Linked DNA regions of Mus musculus: region 2 is linked to region 1. The links are chromatin contacts, called in public HiChIP or PLAC-seq maps. All regions are on one chromosome and are shown on one strand. The core of a region is the stretch at or near the end of the contact, and the rest is flanking DNA. Distances in the headings are between cores, read along the strand shown.

What was found. HiChIP or PLAC-seq counts read pairs in DNA pulled down with a chosen protein or histone mark.
Region 2: a contact with region 1 is called in an H3K4me3 HiChIP or PLAC-seq map of craniofacial prominence, with 2.8 times the contacts expected there. The contact joins the enhancer-like site here to the promoter of I730030J21Rik in region 1. A contact is called at or near these places in 5 of 39 promoter capture datasets (the 3T3-L1 cell line, embryonic stem cells, liver and 2 more), 9 of 115 datasets of contacts at active chromatin or transcription factors (T-cell acute lymphoblastic leukemia, craniofacial prominence, embryonic basal ganglia and 5 more) and 2 of 9 other capture datasets (embryonic stem cells and pancreatic islet).

What each region holds. Positions count from the first base shown.
Region 1 is chr15:100,730,958-100,734,950 of GRCm38.p6, forward strand. It overlaps I730030J21Rik (RIKEN cDNA I730030J21 gene), which reads right to left and starts at 1,780. Exons shown (of 3, transcript NR_045782.1): 1 at 1,583-1,780; 2 at 1,407-1,481.
Region 2 is chr15:101,004,766-101,008,758 of GRCm38.p6, forward strand. It overlaps Scn8a (sodium channel, voltage-gated, type VIII, alpha), which reads left to right. Exons shown (of 26, transcript NM_011323.3): 13 at 3,288-3,526. Among named protein-coding and RNA genes, the nearest start is that of Fignl2, 48 kb to the right of the region's middle. Within about 2 kb of position 2,111, at least 119 of the 459 cell types and tissues checked have an H3K27ac peak or open chromatin away from gene starts, as enhancers often do. A contact at or near this core is called in craniofacial prominence, neural tube and pancreatic islet, where this site is marked.

The DNA.
Region 1 (3,993 bases), core at 530-3,029:
CGGGGGGGGGGGGGGGAAATGGAATGGATCTTTCTGTTTTGGTTGATGTTAAAATGGCTTTGCAGTTTTGAGTCTCTAAGGCTCAGGGGCCAGGACCCAGCACCCCTGTCGTTGAATTGAGCGCTCAGAGGGGACCAGAGGCATTCTGGGAAGGCCAGGAGATCACAGCGGGGAAGTTTACTGAGCTTGCTTACTTAGGTGAAGGGTGACACTTTACCAGGCTTTGGGATCACCAACATTTCCTGCTGCAGATAATGGGCCGCCGCTGTCTTTGCTTCTCGTCCCTTGGGTGTGAGACTCGGTGGTTTGGCCTTTGCTCCCACCTCCCTTTCACTTAGCTCTTCGACCTTCAGCACTGTGTGATCTTAGTCAGGTCCCAACTTGACCTGAGGGACCTCAGACTGCTCCAGGGTAGGCTCATGACCTCTTACTCTGCCTTGGAGCGTGAAAGAGACTGTTTGGCTTTTCGAGGAGTGCCAGCCGATGTGTGTACCTCAAATTCTGAAGCTGTTATTAATGAGTTCACTTTGGGAATAAGAAGTTGATTAGCGTTCATTAGTTATGGGAAACAAAGGTTTCATTATGACACTTCGTAGATGTATATATAATGCACTTTGATCATTTTCAATCTGTTTCTTTTAGTGATTTGTGTGTGTGTGTTGTACATGCAGGTCAGAGGTCATCTATCTATCTATCTATCTATCTATCTATCTATCTATCTATCTATCTATCTGATTCAGAATCTCTCTAAGTAACCCTAGCTGTCTGAGAATTCATTATGTAAATCAGGCTGGCTTCAAACTCAGAGATCCACCTGCCTCTACCTCTCTAGTGTGGGGATTAAAGGTGTGAGCCACCCCCCCTTTCATTTTTGCATTTCAAGAAAAGGCCTCCTGTAGCTAGCCAAGCTGGTCTCAATCCTCGTGAGTCAGCCTCTCAAGTGCTGGGATTAGACAAATGAACCACCATGCCTGACTATGATTTTAAAGGTGACTTAAGTCTTCATAATGACTAGCTGTCTAATTTGGAGGTGCCTGCTGTAGACTTATCCCTAAAACACTGCGTTCTCTCCTAGCAGGGGTTGGGGAGGGCTCCCTTCCCCACTGCATGGGAAGGTTCTGATGCACCACAGGGCAGAAGGGGACACCCTGACCTCCGCTGGTGGCAGCCCACTTAAAATTTGGCTTTCATTAATTGAACACGGTGACACACACCTCCAATCCAAGCAGCTGAGAGAGGGAGACAGGAGGATCAGGGTTCAAGGTCACTGTTGGCTAAATAAGTTTGAGACCATTGTGGGCTGCATGAGACCCTAACTCAAAAAGGGGGGAGGGGCATCGATGTGTCTCAGCAGGTGAAAGCACTTGTGCAACCTCTGATCCCTGAGTTTAGTCCCCAGAACTTACATGGTAAGAGAATCGATTCCCAAAAGTTGTCCTTGTTCTCCACACAAGCACCCACACTCACTCACACCCACGGTACTAATAAAGAAAAGAAAAGAACATGATTTCTGTTAAATGACAAGTTTATATGTGTACTAAATAAAGGGAAAATCGGGCACCAGGACAAGATGCCTCCCAACCTGCTGTCCGGCTCCTGAAGAAGTCATCCACACATGCTCACAACCATCCTTAGGCACTTCTGAGGTGGCAGGCTCAGATTCTCTCAGCTGCAAGGACTTGAGATGGGCCTTCCTAGAAGCTTTGTAAATTTCATTATCTTCCCGCACAGGCTGCTGTTTGTTGCTCTACCATTTAGGTTCTGGTTTGGAGTGCTCTGCACTTCCGTCTCCTTTTTTCTTTTTTTCAAGGGGCTTCCCCACCATAGCGCAGGAAGTTCAGTGAGGAGCAGATCTGCTGAAGCAGAGAGACAAGGCAGCTTTGTGAGCTGGTGACGTCAGTTCTGCCCCTTATGGCTCCCTTCCTCCCACTCTCAGGCCCTGGAGAGAGACAGCGGCTTCTGAGTGTGGCAGACTCAGGGGAGGGGAGTCTTGCCCTTCACAGAGAGGGCTAGCCTCTTATCCAGAAACACTTGTGGGGGCCAGGCGAGGTGCCTCTGTGGGGAAAAGTACAATCCCAATGAGCTGAGTTTGATCCCCAGATACCACACCAGCATAGGCCAGAAATCACAGAAGTGTGATGATGTAGGTTAGAAGTGCGGACTGGGTTAAGGGCACTGACTGTTCTTCCAGAGGAACGGAGTTCAAATCCCAGCACCCACATGGCAGCTTACAACTGTCTGTAACTCCAAGATCTGACGTGCCCACATAGATGTACATGCAGGCAGAATGCCAGTGCACATAAAATAAAGGGTAAATAAACTTTTAAAAAAGTCAGGAGGTTAAAGGTCGTCTTGACTGCAAAGTAAGTTTGAGGCCAGCCTAACAAAACCAAAAATCTGAAGCCAGTGGCGTATACTGTAATCCCAGTGTCTGGGAGTTGGAAGCAAGAGAGATCCGGAGTCCTTGGCTACATCCAGGCCAGACTCAGGAACATGAGACCCTATCTCCAAACCAAACCAGAACCCAACTCTAAAACAACAGCCAAAACCCAAAACAAAGTGCGGTTTGTTTATTTTTTTAATGCTTTTAGTCTCTGGTAAATAATAAACAACACTACCTTCTAATCCTACAGTGTTGTTGGTGGCTTTCTCCTTCCTTCCTTCCTTCCTTCCTTCCTTCCTTCCTTCCTTCCTTCCTCTTCCTTCCTTCCTTCCTTTAAAGATTGTTTTGTTATGGTTGTTGGTGCTTTGAAATAGGGTTTTTATTTATATACAACTCAAGCTGGCCTAGAGCTGCTCTGTGGTGTCCACCAGAGATGACTGCGCACACACAGTTTAAACCGATACGAAGTCTATTAGCCGGCCCCGGCCAGCAGGACACTGGGTGTTATAACGAGATCCCTGTGTAGCCAAGTCTTTTCTCTTTAAGGATAAAAACCACATTCTGTTGACACATTTCAGTTAGCAAGAACAGTTAGCTAGAAGCAGAACTACAGAAGCCAAAGCAAGGTTAGTACGCTCTGAGACTTTCCCAGAGCCGTGGACTTAGGTGGATTAGGTCTGTTTTAGTTGCAGGTGGTGCTGTCTACGGGCTGAGTTTCACACTCTGGATGGTGCTTCCATCACGGGGTCAACTGTGCTAAGATCTGTGGCCCTGTCACAGGGTTACATCCTCCTGCCTCAAACAGTGGGGTACCACCGTATCTGGCCTCTAAATACTGTTGAAGTCTGCTGTGCTGGCCTCTGTGTGAGCACAGGTACACGGAGATACAAAGACAGGCAAGCCTTCGCTCTTTTCTAGATCCCAGTGGTCAGACTGGGGAGCCTGACGGTTATAAGAGGATTTAAGCCTGGGTAGAGGTCAGTACTAGAGTATAGCAAATGAGATATTTGTCTTATGTGGAAAATTTAGGGGGCAAAGTACCCAATAATCAAGAGAAATGTGTATTTATATATGTGAGAGACAAGGTTTTGTGCAGTTCAGGTTGGCCTGGAATTCATTATTTAGACAAAGATGTTGTTGAACTTGTGATTCTCCTGCCTTTTGCTTCCAGGTGATAAGATTGCAGGCACACACTACCATGCCCTGCCGAGAAATGATGTTTTAACTCAACATGTTAAAAATATGAGCTGGCAGTGATAGTGTACACACTTAACCCCAGCACGTGAGATGCAGAGGCAGGCAGATCTCTGAGATCTCTGAGTTTGAGGAGTTCCAGACAGCCAGGGCTGTTACACAGAGAAACTCTGTGTTGAAAATAAACAAAACAGGGCTGGTGAGATGGCTCAGTGGGTAAGAGCATCTCACTGCTCTTCCGAAGGTCCGGAGTTCAAATCCCAGCAACCACATGGTGGCTCACAACCATCCGTAACGAGATCTGACTCCCTCTTCTGGAGTATCTGAAGACAGCTACAGTGTACTTACATATAATAAATAAATATTTTAAAAAAGAACAAAATATATTTTAAAAAAAGAAAAAGAAAATAAACAAA
Region 2 (3,993 bases), core at 861-3,360, 270 kb after region 1:
CTCTGGGATGTGTCAGCACTGGGTCGGATGTAGGCCTGCGAGTGCAGCCTCACTGTTCCTCAGAGCAGTGAAGAACACTGAGGAAGAGAGCTTGGAGGAGGCAGTGCTTTTAGTGCTGCAGTGTGACAGTTCTGATTCCCTGGGGAGGAATGGTCATGGCCATTGCTGCCCCTCGAGCAGCCATCTAGTCCCTGCTGCTGAAAACTGCCCAGGCAGTGGGCACTCTTTCCTGCGCAGCCAAAAACTGCTGGAAGTTTTTGAGTTGAGGAAAACTCTTGCCATAAACCTTTTGGTCCCTCAAAGTCACTGTCGTGGTGGACTGAGGGTGCACGTTGGAAACAGTCTCCAGTATTCCTGGGACTGACTCATAGGGCAACCCTTCAAAAATGCCCAGAAGAAAGGCAGGAGAAAGACCACAAACTCCAGACACTCACCCCCTTATCTCAGCTCATTCCTGGAACACTTTGCCACGGAGGCCTGTGGGGCTGGCCGGTAACAGCAGAGAACCCGTAAAAACATCAGATACAATGTATATCTGCTGTTCCTGTCACTAGGGAATCTGAGGCGGGAAGATCCAATGTACCCATGAGATAACATAATGAGATCCCCATCTCCAAAAAAACTGATACAAAGAAACTAACAAGCCTTCATTGAGCCAAGGATCCATGAAACCAAGTATCCACTGAGACAAGGACCCACTGAGACAAGGACCTTCACCTCCCACCCTCACTGTGCTCTCTATGGCACTGACCCACTGGGGCTTTCCTCAGCTCACCGATGTAGCTAGGGACCGGAAACAGCCTGTAGGGATCCTCTAGGTGGCCCAAAGGTAGAGAACCCCTTTACTGTCTGCTAAGACATGGAGACAAGTGCAGCGTACGTAAGGTGCGGCAGTCATGTCATCTCTCAGATGTGAACAGTCAGGGCTTCACCTTCCCCAGCAGAACCACTAAGCTGCAGACATTGCGAGAAGGGAGGAGATAAAAAAGGAACGGAACCGAATTTCCAAATATGCACTGTAAGAATTTATGGAAATCAGAGAACCTTTTCGTTTTTCTTTTTCAGGGATGAAAACTAAATTTACCTTGGGAAAGGGGGGAGTTCTGCGGGAAGGAGGCTGAGGCAAATTCTCTTCACAGACTTCTTTTCCCACGCAGACTCCCACGTGGCTCTCACTGGGGCCCTTCAGTCTGAAAACCAAGGCAACCATTTTCTTAGCAACCAGGGAGCCAGTCTGATACCCAACCAAACCACCCCTCCCTAAAATAAAGTCATTGCCATGGGCCACACCAGCTGGCTGGAGAAGGGGAAGCAAGCCGGTTGACACCCCCTTCTAGAGGAAGCATTGGAAATTTTTGTGTATTTTGTTTTTATTTGTTTGCTTACTTGATTGATGGTGGGGTTTGCTTTTATAGAAATCAGGGCTTATTATGCAATCCAAACTAGTGCAGTCATTTAGCCCAGGCTGGCCTCAAATTAATAATTAGTCTCCTGTATGTTCGGTTTATAGGCGTGCCCAGCTTTGGGGAGGATTTCATTTTTATTTTATTGGTGTCACTGGGGTTGAAGTCCTGTGAACCTGTGATATATATCTCTCTCTCTCTCTATATATATATATATAGAGAGAGAGAGAGAGAGAGTTTATCATAGGGAGGGGAGTTAAGAGGGTAATAAAGGCAAATAAAGGCAGAGAGAGAGTAGAGAAGTAGAAGAATAGAGGCTGGCCATGAGCATGGGGGGGGGGGGGGCGGGGAATGGGGAAGGAGCAAGGGGACAGAGAGGGAGCAAGAAGCCAAGAGACCAAGAGAAGGAACAAGAGAGCAAGTTCAGGTTCTTGAAGAACATCTTCACTAGATGAGGAACTGTTTCATTTCCTGTAACTTGAGGAGGGTCTTGCAGTCCGAGCGATCAACACACGGAGGTTGGAGTGGCCACAAGCTAAGCAGCTCTCTGCCTTAGCTATCTAATCATTCTTTTTATTTTGGCTTCCTACATAATCAGAGAGACCCTTTATTCAGTGTCTGTTCCGTGCTGAGAGTCCCACAGTTCTGGGGACGGACCTGCGTGGCTCTAGGGAGGGAGCCTGGGAAGGAGGGCGTGTCTTGGACCGGGCTGTAAGCTCCTCCCCTCACAGTCAGCCAGAGCAGTTCCCGGCTGACCTGTATGTAGGGGCCACGTGAGGCGGTTGAAAAGCTAGGTCTTTCTCTTAAGAGAGATAGGACTAAGACGAAGTAAAGGAAGAGAAACAGAAAGGAAGTATGGAGGGGTGGAGAGAGATGCTACAGGAAGAGAAGGAAGCACGAGAGTAGGAAAGGGGAGAGAGATGGAGGTAGGAAGAGAGAGAAAGGAGAGGATGCACCCTGGGTAGCTACCTCAGCTCTGGCTGCAGCCTCACTGAAGGTAGGACACTACCCTGTGCTCTGGAAGCAGCAGACATGTGCGTGGTGTCGGTCCATCCCTTTCCTGCTAATGGAGAGGGCATTTCTGCCAGACACACTGTCCACAGCTCCCACTTTCTGCTAAGGGCCGAGGCACCTGGTGGATATTTTAGCTTGTTTAATTCCATGTGTGTATGCGTATGCTTGTGTATGTATTAGTGTAGGTCTGTGCATGTGTGTGCAGATACACATCTGTGGTAAGGAGGCTAGGCTGGCTACCAGCAAGCTCCGAGGGATCTGCCCACAGACATGCACCGCTGTGCTCAGCTTTTATGTGGGTGGTGGGGATCTTAACTCGGGGCCCAGTGCTTGCACAGTAAGCATTTTACTGACTGAGCTGTCTCTCCCAGCACCCAGTTTGTTTCATTCTTACCGCTGCCCACCAAAAAGTGGCTTAACCTTCTTCATGGTCCTACAATTAATAGCGAGTATCTGGTCTGGTATTAGAGAGAAGGGACTTTCCCTTTTATCTTAACGTGAAGGAAACCTGAGAAGGGTCAGCGGACAAGCACCCTTTACTCACAGATTTAATAAAGACAACCACCTGTCCAGAGGAAGATACTCTGTATCCTGTTTTCTCTCTGTGCCAGTGGCTCTCACCCTTCCTTCCCTTTAATACAGTTCCTCATGTTGTGGTGACCCCCCCAACCATAAAATTATTTTTATTGTTACTTCGTAACGGTAATTTTGCTACTGTTATGAATCGTAATGTAAATGCCTGTGTTTTCCGCTGGTCTTAGGTGACCCCTGTAGGAGGATCGTTCACATCTCCCCCCAGGGAGTCACGACCCACAGGTTGAGAACCATTGCTCCATAGTGAGGGCTCTCTTTGTTCTTTGCTCTCTCCAGAGCTGGAAGAGTCTCAGAGAAAGTGCCCACCATGCTGGTATAAGTTTGCCAATACTTTCCTCATCTGGGAGTGTCACCCCTACTGGATAAAACTGAAGGAGATTGTGAACCTGATCGTCATGGACCCTTTCGTAGACTTAGCCATAACCATCTGCATTGTCCTGAACACACTATTTATGGCAATGGAGCACCATCCCATGACGCCACAATTCGAACATGTCCTGGCCGTAGGGAACCTGGTAAGACGGAGCAGGGTCTCTGAGAGAATGACTTGAATGTGGTTTCGCTGTGGGACTTTCCCTGGGGTGGGAAGCTGGAATTTAGTTAACAAGGAGGTGATGGTTAATTGGAGACGAGGGCATCCATATGCCCTGGTGCCCATGCTTCTGCCAGCAGCAGCGCACCTTCAGCTGCATCTTCTCTGCAGAACTCTGAAGTCGCCTCGTAGAGCTGTTGGCAGGAAGCCAGCTACAGTGGCAGAGTGGGAGAGAGGACAGTGGGTCGGTTCAGCACCCGCACCAGGATTTCCGAGTTGGTTTTGGAGAACCCCCTCATCTGTTTCTCGTGTTCATCCCCGTGCTGCTCAGAACCCCTCTTTCCCTGCCACCTTAGGTAACAGCCCCCTAAAAGAAGGGGTTCCCTGATACCCTGCCTGTACTGTGGGATCTTACCTCCCATATGCTGTTATTTATGAGGAACATTCGAT